Regions from separate parts of the Sus scrofa genome. Here region 2 is linked to region 1. The links are chromatin contacts, called in public promoter capture Hi-C maps. All regions are on one chromosome and are shown on one strand. The core of a region is the stretch at or near the end of the contact, and the rest is flanking DNA. Distances in the headings are between cores, read along the strand shown.

Region 1 (7,743 bases), core at 1,316-3,815:
AGTATCATCATTGAAGAGATGAACTCTAAGTCTGGGGAACCAGAGTCTTTTATAACAGGCAGTGAGCATGTCTCCCCTTTGCTCTGGTACTATTTTTCAAAGCTGTTCACCCTACAAACATCTTTAAAAGGAAAATATGGAACGAAGGGTGGTCAGAGCCTCTGTTCACAAGATTTGTAGAAATTCAGGACACCAAGGAGAACTGTCTTCCAACAGGTAATTGATTAAAATCCTTTTGTTGGTAAATGTCCAGATTCTTTATCATCATGTCACTGTCTGTCCTATTTTATAGCACTATATTCCCACTATACACCCTAAAGCTCTAAAAGGTATGTTTGATTCTAAGTTATACAAGAAATTCAATATGCAGTTGCAGGTTTTAGTGAGAGCTAAGGTAGAGAAGTAAAACATGGGAACTAGGTTAGACATAAAATTAATTTTAGTTAGTTTAAGGAAAAAAATAATAATTAACAAGGAAGAAGTACTAAACAGACAATAGTTTTAACATAATCTCCACCTGAGTTGGACACTAGGGTAAAAAAATCACCATGATGGTCCTAGTAAAGAGAATACTGCCAGTGTGCACAAAAACAAAATAAACTCTAGGGTGGAAAAGGAGAGCAAAACCCTTGATAGACAGATTGTAACAACCCACCACCACTTTCTGGTAGTAGCAAAGGAATTTCAAAAAAGGGAGGAGGGAAAGGCATGTGAAAAGACCCAAAGAGCAGCAGCAAAACCACAGGGACTAAGAAAGCAGTAGCAGACTAAAACAGGACTGAATATACACAATAATGGAGAAAGGAGGTGGTGCAAAGAAGTAGAAGAATCAAAGCCCCCAAACCTTCCTTAGCTAAAAGGAGAGCCTGTCCTAGCCAAACTGAGCCCTTCCACCATTAAGTAAAAGCTGGGGGGAGGGTCTGGGAGAAAGAGATGATTCACAACCTACGAGAGCAGGGTGTCCTAATTACTTGCTCTAATCTTTGATACATATACAAAGTCACTAAAATCTGGGAAAGTAAATGCTCTTAAAAAAAAAAAAATGCATTCAGGAGTTTCTGTTGCGGCTCAACAGGTTAAGAATCTGACTAGTGGGAGTTCTCTTTATGGCACAGTGGAAACAAATCTGACTACTATCCATGAGGATACTATTTAGATCCCTGGCCTCACTCAGTGGGTCGGGGATGCGGCGTTGCCATGAGATGTGGTGTAGGTCGCAGACGCGGCTTGGATCTTGTGTTGCTGTAGCTGTAGTGTAGGCCAGCAGCTGTAGCTCCAATTAGACCCCTAGCCTGGGAACTTCCACATGCCACATTTGCAGCCATTAAAAAAAAAAAAAAAAAAAGGCCAAAAAAAAAATAAATAACATCAGGGGCGTTCCCGTCGTGGAGAAGCCAGAAACGAATCAGACTAGGAACCATGAGGTTGCAGGTTCCATCCCTGGCTTCGGTCAGTGCGTTAAGGATCCGGCATTGCCATAAGCTGTGGCGTAGGTCGCAGCCACAGCTCGGATCTGGCATTGCTGTGGCTCCGTCAGAGGCCAGCAGCAACAGCTCTGATTAGACCCCTAGTCTGGGAACCTCCATACGCCGCGGGTGTGGCCCTAAAAGACAAAACACAAATAAAATAAAATAAAATAAAATAAAATAAAATAAAATAAAATAAAATAAAATAAAATAAAATAAAATAAATAAAATAAAATAAAATCAGAGAACTCTGAAATGCGAATCTGAACCTTTGAAAACGTCAAACTTACGCTTAAACTGACAGAGCTGAAATGCTTTCATTTCCATTATCTGCCTGAATAGCGCAATTAAGGTTAAAAATACACTGAGCACTTACAAAGCCTTGCAATACAACACAGTGGTTAAGAGTATGGACCACGATGCCCACTGTTTGAGTTCATAGCTGCATGGCCTTGAGCACGGAACAAACTTTCCTAAACTTCTATTTTTTCACATGTAAACCCTTTACTACAGATGAGAAGGCGGAGGCAGCCAGCAACTGTCACTTCATGCCTCAAGGCAGTGGCCATCCATGAGGTCTAAGAGCCTCAGGCCCACCTGGAGAGGTGAGGACAAATGCCTGAAAAATCACCTAGCACCAAAGAACGAATTAGTCGCTTTCACATATATCAGGTCGTCCTAACTCTCCCAATAATCCTGAGAAGCAAGTCACCTCTATTTCACAGATGTACAAACAAAACGAAAAGATTACGTAATTTACTAAAGACCATAAAAACAGTGAAGGAAAGAACAGGAACTTGAACTCAGATTAAGCCAACCCCACTTAACCCGACAGCCTCAAAGGACGTGCGCGGCACGGTCGCGTTTCTCTCTCCCGCGCCAAGCCGAATATGGAGTCTCAGCCTCTCCACCCTCTTTCCTGTCTCCTCCCAGGTCCTTCTCCCACTGACCCAAGTAAATGACGAGAGGAATGAAGCCCCAGCGGATAGCAAACTGGCCCCCCTTGAAAAGCTGCTGCAGCCTCTGCTTGGCCTCTTTGCTCAGTTTCACCATGGCGACGACCGGGGCGACACGCTCAAGACACCACAGCCGCAACCCCACTGGGAATCCGAGAAAGAAAAGAGGTGCGCATGCGCTACACACGCCTTTACGGCAGAGTCGTGAGCGTCACCAGCGGCGGTCGTAATTCTGCGTTCTTGACCTGCCTCGCCCCTCCGCGGCCTCGCCAGTAGGGAGCGCATGCTGTGGTTGGTTTTCCTCGGATGGAGGCTTTAAATTTTCTTTCTTCGGTTTTTTGCATGGTTTCCCTGATTGCCGCATTCTTGGGGCAACTGCTCTTGGGATTCCTTCAGGCCTGAACGCCCTGTCTCTTAACTACAGTTTTACCCATTTTTTTTTTTAAATGTGCCCCCTGCCGCAGCAAAGCGGGTTTCCCGGGCTAGGGATCGAAGCAGAGTCGTTATGGAGACAATGCTGAGTAGTTATGTTGTGAGCCACAAGGGGAAGTCCTTAACCCATTCTTTTAAAGTGTATCTTGAAGTGTTCTTTACCGAACATAGAAGGGACACTAAGGAAATTAAAGAGGACTGAGTTTTAGTCCAGACTCTTACTCTGACTTGCCGGGTAATCTTGGACAAGTTAACTTCCGTCCCTATCATTTTGTTTCTTCAAACTGAATGTTTAACTGCAAAGAAACTGGCGCCCAGAAAGGCCCCTATTTATGTTTTATTTCACTTCTAGAGTATTTGTTTTGCTTATTTAACGTTTTAAATTACTTGCCAACATTTTAAAGTTTAGGAAACTTCACATGAAAATCTGGACTTTTTCAGAAAAGTTGGCCAACCCCATGGCAACAATCAACATCCATCCTGCCCTTAGTGGTTTAGGATTGCAGTGGCTCCCACTCCTGGCTGCACAATAGAATAAAATGAGATTTAAAGGCATGTTTCTGCTGGGGTCCTACTGCTGCCTGGGACCAAATCCTAGGAATTCCGTTAAGTCTGTGGTGGAGCCTAGCCTTTGGTTTATCTGTGAAGTTCTCCGCTTATGATTAAGTAACTGCCTGACCGCTGTGGATATTTGAGCTTTTGACCCCAGGTCTAGGACTTTTTAATTTCTTTCTTTTTTTTTTTTGGCCTTTTTGCCTTTTCTAGGGCCGCTTCCCCCGGCATATGGAGGTTCCCAGGCTAGGGGTCTAATCGGAGCTGGAGCCACTGGCCTACGCTATAGCCACAGCAATGCAGGATCCGAGCCTCGTCTGCGACCTACACCACAGCTCACGGCAACGCCAGATCCTTAACCCACTGAGCAAGGCCAGGGATCAAGCCTGCAACTTCATGGTTCCTAGTCAGATTCATTAACCACTGAGCCACGACGGGAACTCCAATGAATTGTATCAGGAACTAACAGCCTTGCTTAATTATGCTACTTAACCTAGAACAGGTATCTCAAATACTTTGCAAAAGAATTGACATTCTTTTTCCTGGTGGGCAACTACACTCAGAAAACCAAGTAAAATATTAACTAATATTTACTGGGCACTTAGTGTATATATGTACTGTGCTTGCTCACATTCCTTGGTTGAATCCTTGCCACTCTGTGAGATGAGATCTGTACTAAAAACCTCATTTTATAGATGAAGAAACTGAGGCATGGGGAAGTGAAGTAAATTTGCCCAATTTCATAGAGCTGGTCAGTGGTAAAAGTAGGGTCTAAACCCAAACCTCTTGTTCCAGAATTTGAATGTTAACCACTGCCTTATAGGAGAGAAGTAAACAATGGACTGGAAGAAAAGAAATCATTATGTTCTCAAACTCAGCTGTTGATGCCTCAACCCCCTGTGGAGGGGTTTGGAGAAAGGGCCTTTAAAAAGGTAATTAAGATTAAAGGAGGGCTTAAGAGTGGGAGCCTGATCTGACAGGGCCACTCCTTGTAAGAGAAAGAGACGCTAGAGTTCTCTGTCCGCATGCACACAGAAGAAAGGCCATGTGAAAATACAATGAGAAAGGGGCTGCCTGCAAGCCAGCAAGTCTGCACCTCAATCTAGGACTTTGAGCCCCTAGAACTGTGAGAAAACAAGCCTCTTGTTGAAGCCACCTGGTCTGTGGTGTTCTGTCATGGTGGCATGAGCAGACTAATACACTACCATAACAGAGTTGTGTGTGACAAAAATTATATCAGAACACGTGAGTGTATTTACGAAAGTATCATGTATTGGACAGCTCCCTATGCCAAGCCTGCAATGGACATTATCTCCAATCCACCAAAACTTCATATTTTTTGCACCCATGACACTGGCTGGTATGTATTTGGTTGGTTGAATTTTTTTTTTTTTTTTTTTTTTTGTCTTTTGTCTTTTGTTGTTGCTATTTCTTGGGCCGCTCCCGCGGCATATGGAGGTTCCCAGGCTAGGGGTCCAATCGGAGCTGTAGCCACCGGCCTACGCCAGAGCCACAGCAACGCGGGATCCGAGCCGCGTCTGCAACCTACACCACAGCTCACGGCAACGCCGGATCGTTAACCCACTGAGCAAGGGCAGGGACCGAACCCGCAACCTCATGGTTCCTAGTTGGATTCGTTAACCACTGCGCCACGACGGGAACTCCGGTTGGTTGAATTTTAAATCTGAACATGATAGTCTTATTAATACCGCATTTATAAACCATAATTGTTTTCATGCATTCATTCGTTCTGGAATATTGAGTTCCTCGTATTCTGGACAATTATGTGTGGAGGAGACCCTTAAGAAAATGAGATGCAGTCTTCCACTTAAAGGTTCTGTGATCTAATTAGAGTAAGACAAGTTACTTGTCCATGTGACTAATCTTTGGAAAAATAATAACATCACATCAAGATTAAACACAAGGACTAAAGGGGCAGAACCTCTGCATTTGAATCCTGGCTCTGTCAGTTAACTGTGTGATCATGGCCAAGTTGTTTAACCTCTCGGATTCCTTTTTCTCATCCACACAAGAAGATAACAAAAACCTGCACCTTGGAGTTCCCATGTGGCTCAGCAGTAACGAACCCAACTAGTATCCCTGAGTCACGTGCGTTCAATCCCTGGCCTCTCTCAGTGGGTGAAGGATCTGGCATTGCCATGAGCTCTGGTGTAGGTCAAAGATATGGCTCAGATCCTGCGTTGCTGTGGCTATGGTGTAGGCTGGCAGCTACAGCTCCAATTCAACCCTTAGCCTGGGAACTTCCATATGCCAAGGGTGCAGCCCTAAAAAGATTAATAATAATAAAAATAGTAATAATATGCACCTCAGTCAGTTATTATAAAGATGAAGAGATGATATGCATGAAATACGGAATTTAATTAAAAGACTTAAGCAAAGGTAAGATATTTCTATTATTGTTTGTTGCTTGCACCTTTGTTCTTACTGGTTTGTTTTAAAGATCTACCTTTCTCAGAATCTCTTCTTTAGTTCCAAGGCTGCATATCAACAGCTTTCTAAGAATTGTCTGCATCTACCACATACACGGCCGCAGAGTGAACAAGGGACAGACTGATGCAACATGCAATAAAGTGTAAGCTCCTCAAGGAGTATAGTTTACATTCTGTGTCCATTAAACCTGAATACAGTGTTGCACCATGGAGGGAACCTAACATATATCCACTGCTATAAATAAAAGAACACAGGCTTAAAAGGCACATGGATCTGAAAGTCAACTTGCCAAGGTTTATTGTATTTTTATGTTTTTTAGTTTTATTAAAATATAATTTACAATGTGCCAATTTCTGCTTACAGCAAGTGGCTCGATTATACATATATACACATTCTTTTTTCTTCTTATACATTCTTTTTTGAAATATTCTTCTCCAGGGAGTTCCCGTCGTGGCGCAGTGGAAATGAATCCAACTAGGAACCATGAGGTTGCAGGTTTGATTCCTGGCTCCGCTCAGTGGGTTAAGGATCCGGCATTGCTGTGAGCTGTGGTGTAGGTCTCAGGTGCGGCTCGGATCTCGTGTTGCTGTGGCTCTGGCCTAAGCCGTGGGCAGCAGCTCTGATTAGACCCTTAGCCTGGGACCCTCCATATGCCTTGGGAGCGGCCCTAGAAAAGGCAAAAAGACAAAAAAAAATTCTTCTCCATCATGGTCTATCTCAGGAGACTGGATATAGTTCCCTGTGTTGTACAGTGGGAAGTTATTGTCTATTCTTATCTATTCTAAATGTAATAGTTTGCATCTACTAACCCCAAACTACCAGTCCGTCTCCCTCCCCCTTGGCAATCACAAATCTATTCTCTACATCTGCAAGTCTGTTTCTGTTTTGTAAATAGGTTCATTTGTGCCATATTTTTTTTTTCTTTTTATGGCCACACCTGCGGCATATGGAAGTTCCTGGTCCAAGGGTAGAACTGAAGCTGCAGCTGCCGGCCAATGCCACAGACACAGTGGATCCTTAACCCACTGAGTGAGGCCAAGGATCAAACCCACATTCTCACAGAGACAACATCACTGAGCCACAACAGGAACTCCTATGCCATATTTTAGATTCCACATATAAGTATATGGATATATGATATTTGTCTTTCTCTTTCTGACTTTACTTCATGTAATATGATAACCTTTAGATGCATCCAGGTTGCTTCAAATGGCAGTATTTGGTTCTTTTTTTTTTTTTTTTTGTCTTTTTGCCTTTTCTAGGGCCACTCCCAAGGCATATGGAGGTTCCCAGGCTAGGGGTCTAATCAGAGCTGTAGCTGCGGGCCTACGCCAGAGCCACAGCAACACAGGATCTGAGCCACGTCTTCGACCTACACCACAGCTCACGGCAACACCAGATCCTTATCCCACTGAGCAAGGCCAGGGATTGAACCTGCAACCTCATGGTTCCTAGTCAGCTTCGCTAACCACTGCACCACGACACAAACTCCTATTTGGTTCTTTTTATGGCTAAATAATACTCCATTGTATACATGTACCACATCTTCTTAATCCATTCATCTGCTGGTTAACATTTAGGTTGTTTCCATGTCTTATTATTTTATTTATTTATTTTTTCCTGAATTGCCAAGGTTTAAATCCAATTCTGCCATTTATCCAAAACAAAGACCTCAAGAACTAGTTGATGATAGATCAGAAAAACTAATTAATTCACCATGGTCTTAAGGAAAATAGGGCCTATTTTTAAAAATGCAGCCAAATATGCACACCAAAATGAAAAAGAGGAAACAATTTTGTCATGCATCTTGTTTTCCAGAAATGGTATACTTAAAAATATACCAATATTCAATCACCATGTGCTTTCATGAGTTTAAACTCTTACTC
Region 2 (7,743 bases), core at 3,396-5,895, 240 kb after region 1:
CTTGATACTACATAATGGCAACTCTGATGCTGATAATAAATATGTGTGTGTGAATATATATATATATATACACCTATCTTTAATATCATATTTTATTTGAGATGTTGATTCCAGAATTGTCTTCCTTTTTAACTGGTCAAAGCTCTGAATCCCATCTACTTTTGTCTCCCCAGGGTCTTAGTTCCACTAAGTATCTCATCTTTGCTAATCTCTTACTTCTCACTTTCCTTATGCATGTAAAAAAACAAGCATAATATTCCTTCAACCCATATCCTTCTGCAGCAGTTTTCGACTATGTCTGCACACTGGAATTACCCAAGGATCTTTAAAATACCTATACAACTAAGGTATAGTAACAAAAAGTAGATCAGTGGTTTCCGGGGATGAGAGGGAGAGATTACAAGAGGGCACTAGGGAACTTTTGGAGGTGATGGAGATATTTACTATTTTGATGCTTTAGTGAGTATAAACATATGTCAAACATTAAACCACACACTTTTGGAGGTGATGGAGATATTCATTATTTTGATGGTTTAATGAGTATAAACATATGTCAAACATTAAACCACACACTTTAAATATGTATAGTTAGGAGTTCCCATGTGGCTCAGCAGTTACCGAATCCAACTAGCATCCATGAGGACATGGATTCAATCCCTGGCCTTGCTCAGTGGGTTAAGGATCCAGGGTTGCCATGAGCTGTAGCAGAGGTCACAGATGAGGCTAGGATCCTGCATTGCTGTTGCTGTGGCTCTGGCATCAGCCAGCAGCTATAGCTCTGACTAGATCCCTAGCCTGGGAACCTCCATATGCTGAGAGTGTGGCCATAAAAAGACTAAAAGACAAAAAAAGTATAGTTTATTATATGCCAATTATACTTAAATAAAGCTGTTGAAATAAATACTGATGCCTGGTTCCTGCCCTATCCCCCAAATTAGTATGGGAGTTTCCTCTTGAAATCAAGATTCTTAAAATCTCTCCCAGATGACTGTAAATTTGTAGATAAGAGAGAGAATCACTGCTCTACAGCTGTCATTTTTTCTCAAAATGACTCCCTCAAGCATGTCTACCTCATTATCATCCATTCTTTCTCAATCTTCTGAAGACTAGTTTCTAAACCAGCACTCAACTAAACCTGTACTTGTTAAAGTCACCTATGGACAAATTCACTGGTGTTCATAGTACTCTCATTACTTGAAACCTCCTTTAAGCATTCAAAAAATTTCCCCCTCCATTTGAAAATTTCTCCACCCTTGGCATCCTCTTGAAATTTTTCTAATGCTTCTAACTACTACTCTTCTTCTTCACACTATTCTTCTACTATCTGCTTTTTATCCATATATTCTCTGACTGCTGCTTTAATTATGATAAAGGCTTCCCCAGTCTGAGTCATTTCAACATACCCAATTCAATATAGCTTCTTCCATTCAACCCCCAACCTTCCCTCTATTCCTGATTTCCTTTAAAAATTCCACATCCTAGATCCAAACAACTATCTATATCTTCACCTGAATGTATGTTCCATGGCTTCCTCAAATTCAAAAAATCCAAAATAGAATTTATCATCTTCCCTCCATCTATGTGTTCCTCATGTCCAATCAATGGAACCAAGTCAAATCTCGTTCCTCACTGCCAAAGTGAAGATCCAAAATACAAATCCATTAAATAGTTTCTTATTCATCACTTTCAATGCAATCCCCTTACCCAAGGATATACTGCCCTAGTCTTGCCTTCTACCACCCTCATTTTTCTCATCTTCCACCATTTCTGCCTATCTAACCCCTGCATTCGAGTCATGTCAACATTACTGACTTTGGACTGTCACCGACAATGACTTCTCTAAACTGCCAGGTTTCTCATGCTTCCTTGCTTTCTCACTTATTACATTCTACTCTTAGGAAGTTATTCACTTACCTCCTGTACTTGGCAAAATTATACCATACTTTATTGTGTGTGTTTTTCATGTTTATACTTTATTAAAGTATGGTTGATTTACAGTATTGTGCCATCTTCTCCTATACAGCAAAATGACTTGGCATACATGTATATACACCCCTTTTCTTACACTTTTAAAGCTCTACTATGTACTCCTGACTTTATTTTTATTTTCATTTTTTTATTTTTTTTGGCTTTTAGGGCCACACTCATGGCATATGGAAGTTCCCAGGCTAGGGGTGGAATTGGAGCTACAAGCTGCTGGCCTACACCACAGCCACAGCAACATAGGATCCAAGCCGAATCTCCAACCTACACCACAGCTCATGGCAATACCGAATCCTTAACCCACCGAGTAAGGCCAGGGATCGAACCTGCGTCCTCATGGATGCTAGTCAGGTTCGTTAACTGCTGAGCCATGACAGGAATTCCTGTGCTCCTGACTTTAAATACATGCAAGCTGGGTTAGTCATCTCCTACTCTGCTCCCTTACTACACTAGACATATCTCTATTCACACTTATCACAGGTCTTATAATTGTTACTTATCTGTCTTACACATTACACAGTAAATTCCTTATGACAAGAGCTATAACATTATTTCTATATCCCTAGTACCTATTCAGCCTGGCATAGCGCAAATTTGACATAATTTCAATTACTTACAAAATGTAAATTCGATGTCCACAAAATGGTCCTGATACTAACATTTTAAAAAGATTTCTTAATACTCATTATAAAATAAATATCAGTCAACAGGATCCTGAATAAAACAGTTGACTACACGATATATTTAAACTCCAACTGTCAAAACAACACTGCTCTAAAAATGCAACCAAGAGCAGATTTCATAAAATAGGAATACAACAGAAAAGGGAAGCACAGCAGGGATAACACACTGACCTAGCAAGTGCCTCATCTGGATGTCGATATCCAGATACTGTTAATGCTGATAACTAAGAGAGTTTATAATCCCTCTATGGTAATAACTATAGTAAATAAGCCAAATCCAGAATTTATTTTCTAAAACAGGTGATAGTTTTCTTCCTTGCCACTCTGTCGAAATGAATTACTAGAATAACTATGAAGCACTATTGGCCAACCAAGCAGATCCTAAAAAATTTCTTTTCTTTCTTGCCTGCACTTCAAAAATATGGTGCTTTGAACTATTATTCATCATATGAACCTTAAAATGTATTAGCCTAAAGAAAAAATGCTTAGAAACTGGGGGCCGAGGGAGGAGTTGGGGGTGGGGGTGATCTTAGGAGAATGTTCTTATGGAAAACAAGCCTCCCGGGACTATCGCACTGACTCAAGGTTACACAAATATTTACGCAGATAAGGCTTTAAAAGCTGAAAATTTCAAACCGTAAACTGTTACAAGAACCAAAGAGGTGGCATACCTGCTCCAAAAACTATTGTGTGACCCAAAGGACAAATAATTTGCCAAAGAACAGCTTGGCTCTACAGCCGGTAGTACGGTCTCTGAGATAAGTAGTAGCTGCCAGCGGAACAAACTCCCCCTACCTGAAGAGCCGAGCGGCTGCCGGGTGTGTGATCGTTTATTTATCAGAGAACCGATTCTGTGCAGTACGAAACCACTACTGGCATAATTTTTAATTTTCATGAACGTCTCAACTTTGAGGGTACACGGCACACATGTGCACATCGAAAGGCGGAAACCTAGTTTTGCCAGAGCATGAAAACTTTGAGTCTTTCAACGCAGCAATTTTCGGACAAAACCCCGATTCTCGAGTAGGTTAGAATCAGCCTCGGGAGAGAACTAACTCCTAGTAAGAAGAGGGCAAGGGCTGAATAAGAGATCTCCTGGGTCAATAACCAAGGAAGGAATCTTGGCTGCTTTCTAAATCTCTCTGTCGGGGCGGGGCGGGGGGGGGGGGAGCCGAGGCGAACGCTGCTCTCAAAGACGAGGGGGGGTGACAGTGACCATTTGGCTATTAGACTGGTCGGATAGCGGCAGCCTCGCTAGAGTGGGACAGAGGTGCAAGAAGGGGTGGGAGAGGTGGGAAAGGTCAGCCCGGAGCATCAGCCTCAGATGGGTAAAGGTGAGGGGGTCCCACCCCAGGCCGACGCAGCCGAGGGGCGGCCGGTAGAGCCGACGAGGTGGCGCCCAGGTCACGCCCGGAGATTGGACGGCTCCTCTCCGGAGAAAGAGAAAGACCCGAGTCCGCGCGCACAAAGCTGCCGCCGCCCAGGCAGCAGGCTGACTGCGCCCAACTTCAGGGCCAGCAGCCGCCGGCCGCAGCCCACCACCCGGTCCCGCCCCCCCCCGACCCCTGGACTCCCCTGACGCTCTCGAGCTCACCCTCGGCGCCTCGCGCTGGAGCCGTTACCCCCAACGAAGCCGCCGCCCCGGGAACAAAGTCCCGGTCCCCTCCCCGCGGCCGCCTCGTCCCGGCTCCTCCCTGACAAAAAAAAGTTATCGGTCTCCGGCCGCCCCGAGGGCCCGGCGTGGTTCGCTCGGCTGGACTCACCAGAGCGGCTCCTCAAGCTCCACCTCCAGAACCTCGACTTGTCTGGCTCGCAGCGACAGCGACGAAGGCTGCTCCGCTTTCTCCCGGGTAAGCAGCACCACCTTCCCCCCTTCCTCCTAGCAGAATGGGTCCCAGCGAGCCATCTTCCCCCTCCGCTCACTGACTGACAACCCAGCCCCGAGAGCCGCCACTGCCGCCAGCTACTCTGACAGGCACGAAGAGGAACCCGTCCCTAGGCAGCCAACCACGACCGCCCCACGTCGGCTCGGCCTATCGCCGTTCCCTGGGGCGGGACCAGAACAACTTCTCCACCAATGAAAATATTTCTTTGCTAGGCCTGGGGCGGAGCCATGAGGTGGGAGGGAGAGATAGTTGGTGGGCGTGGTCTAAGCAATAGGCGTGGTCGGGGCGCCCAAGGAGCGATGATTGACTGTAAGATTGGGGCTGCAACCAAGCGATAGTGATCTGAGAAGGTCTCTTGGACTCTGCCATTGTGATTTACGGCCCTCGCAGAAAAGAGTAATCCTTTTGGAGAGATGTTATGTGGTTATACAGAGGGGAAACTAAATGATATTTTAATTTCTTGGTCAGGAGTATTTAATTCAAGTCACCAGAATTTCTAAAAAAATCTCATCAAATCCCAGGAGGAAAAAAAATGTACATTTTTGCAAAACGGTAATTAAAAACTCTTCTCAGAGTTTCCCATCGTGGCTCAGTGGTTAACGAACCTGACTAGTACCAATAAAGACGTGGGTTCGATCCCTGGTCTTGCTCAGTGGGTTAAGGATCTGGCGTTGCCGTAAGCTGTGGTATAGGTCGAAAAGGCTGCTGGGATCCTGAGGTGCTGTGGCGGTAGGCGGGCAGCTACAGCTCCAATTCAACCTCTAGCTTGGGAACCTCCATATGCTGCCCCTGTGGCCCTAAAAAGACACACACAAAAAACTTCTTCTCATCATTGCTTTTGTCCTTAGCCTGGAAATAGTCAAACACAATTCCACAATATCCTTTCCATGAGCTGTTTTTGTTTTCCTCATATTCCCTCCCTACTCTTCTCCAAAATACACAACTTTATGGAACAACTAGAACCTGAGCACATCTAAACCATTTCCTACATACAGTCCCTCTGTTTTTGACCTTGTCAACTCCTCCTACCACATCCCTCTCAAGATCAATCAAAATTACTTAGAAGAAAACTGAACCTTCAACCTGGAAGATGGGTAGTCATTCTAGTTTTACAATAAAAGGGAAGGACTGCTCCCAAAACACCAGGATCTTTTCAAATATGGCAAGCACACAAATAATAAGCACACAAAAAAATTACTCGATATTGAAAGGACATCGAGGAAGTTCCCACTGTGGTTCAGCAGTAAAGAACCAGACTAGTATACATGAGGATGTCGGTTGGATCCCTGGCCTCACTCAGTGGGTTAAAGGATCCGGCATTGTTGTGAGCTGTGGTGTATGTTTCAGATGTGGTGCAGATCTCTCATTACTGTAGCTATAGCATAGGCTGGCAGCTGTAGCTCTGATTCGACCTCTAACCAGGGAACTTCCATATGCAGCAGGTGTAGCCCTAAAAACCAAAAAAAGGAGTTCCCTTCATGGCGCAGTGGTTAACGAATCCGACTAGGAACCATGAGGTCGCGGGTTCGGTCCCTGCCCTTGCTCAGTGGGTTAGCGATCCGGCATTGCCATGAGCTGTGGTGTAGGTTGCAGACGCGGCTCGGATCCCGCGTTGCTGTGGCTCTGGCGTAGGCTAGTGGCTACAGCTCCGATTTGACCCCTAGCCTGGGAACCTCCATATGCCGAAGGAGCGGCCCAAGAAATAGCAAAAAAAGAAAAAAGAAAAAAAAAAGGCATGGAGCAAATAGTTTCAGGGTAATTGTTAGGGTAGATCTGTAGAGCGATCTGGATCCCCCATTGAAGAGTATAGACAGATGTATAAGCAAATCAGAACAAAATATAGTGATAAGGGAAACAGAGGTAGGTTCAATAAGCCAGGAGAGCACTGGAGAAGAAATTATTGTGTTTGAAAAAGTCAAGGAACTTCACAAGGAATGTGATGTTTGAGTTGGATCTTAAAAGGAAAAATAGGAGTTTGCCAGAGAAGTCAAAGGGGATTTCAGGATGCAGGAAAAGCAAGTTTGAAGGCATGGAGTTGTGAAAGGGCACTGAGTGACTGGGAACACTGAGAAAGCTGGTGGGGCTGAAATCTAAGTAGCAGCCAAAACTTAAGCTAGAGCAAAATGTTGAGATGAGATTATAAAAGGCCATATGAACTACACTAAGGTATTAAGATGAGCACTGTCCAACAGAACTTCCTGCAATAATGAAAATGTTCTATATTTATGTTGTCCAATATGATAACCACTAGCCACATGTTAGCTATCCAGCATTTGAAATATGGCATAGCAGAGGCACTAAATTTTTTATTTGAATTTTAATAACTCCCATATTGGACAACTCAAGTTTATTCTTTATTATATAGGCAGTGAGAGACCAAAAGAAGCTTTTAATCATGTGGACAATACAATCAGGTTTCTTTTAAAGGGTGAGAATCCTAAAGACATTGTAGAAAGTGTCTGTTCTCTTTGACAGTAATCTTGACACATCAGACCAGCATGGAGGATCGGCAGGATAATTTATGTCAGCTGGTCAAGAGCCTGGCCAGGAGATGTGTTTACCTGAAGGAATAGGGACAGGAAGATCCAGAGAGTATGTTGTACTCTAACATCTTAGAGAACACAAGCAGTCAAAACCCGAGGAACTGATTCTGTCATCAGGTCCTGACAGAATGGGGAGTAGGAGAGTGAGCAGTCAGAGAGGGAAATAGAGCCAAAGGATCAGCTGGATCATAAAATAGGGAGAGAGCAAGGGTGAGCAGAGTACAGGCACAATCAGTTTTACTGGCCATTAGCCATGTAGGCTACTGATGTGTTGACCCGATTTAAAGAGGCAGAGGGTGTCTGTTGGTAGGAAGGCCCACTAGGACCAGAGCAAGGCGCCAGCAGAGAGGAAGGGCCAAACCACACCTGCAGAAGTGGGGATGGAAGAAAGGGGCAAATACCTAGTGACTTCCTGTGCTAGGTATTTGCCAAGGATACAAAAGAACACCAGAAGCTCCCAAAGAGGTGAAACATAAAGCAAAGAACAGTCATTTGTCACAGCAATAGAAAAGATGACACGAAGCGGTACATGATGGATTCGTTGTTCAGGTGAGATTCTAGGCAATAACTGCTGTGTGAGTTCAGAAGAGGGAACAAGGCCTCCAGTCAAGAATGGTCAGGGAAGGCTTCATGGGGGAGACAAAACCT

What was found. Promoter capture Hi-C pulls out the DNA fragments that hold promoters and counts their contacts.
Region 2: a contact with region 1 is called in a promoter capture Hi-C map of fetal liver, with 2.5 times the contacts expected there. The contact joins the promoter of FAM126A here to the promoter of TOMM7 in region 1. A contact is called at or near these places in 2 of 5 promoter capture datasets (fetal liver and liver), 1 of 47 Hi-C or Micro-C datasets (heart right ventricle) and 1 of 2 datasets of contacts at active chromatin or transcription factors (alveolar macrophages).

The regions. Positions count from the first base shown.
Region 1 is chr9:91,576,426-91,584,168 of Sscrofa11.1, forward strand. TOMM7 (translocase of outer mitochondrial membrane 7) reads right to left here and starts at 2,566. Exons shown (of 3, transcript NM_001097467.1): 1 at 2,417-2,566. The coding sequence starts at 2,519.
Region 2 is chr9:91,816,984-91,824,726 of Sscrofa11.1, forward strand. FAM126A (hyccin) reads right to left here and starts at 4,646. Exons shown (of 12, transcript XM_005656687.3): 1 at 4,430-4,646.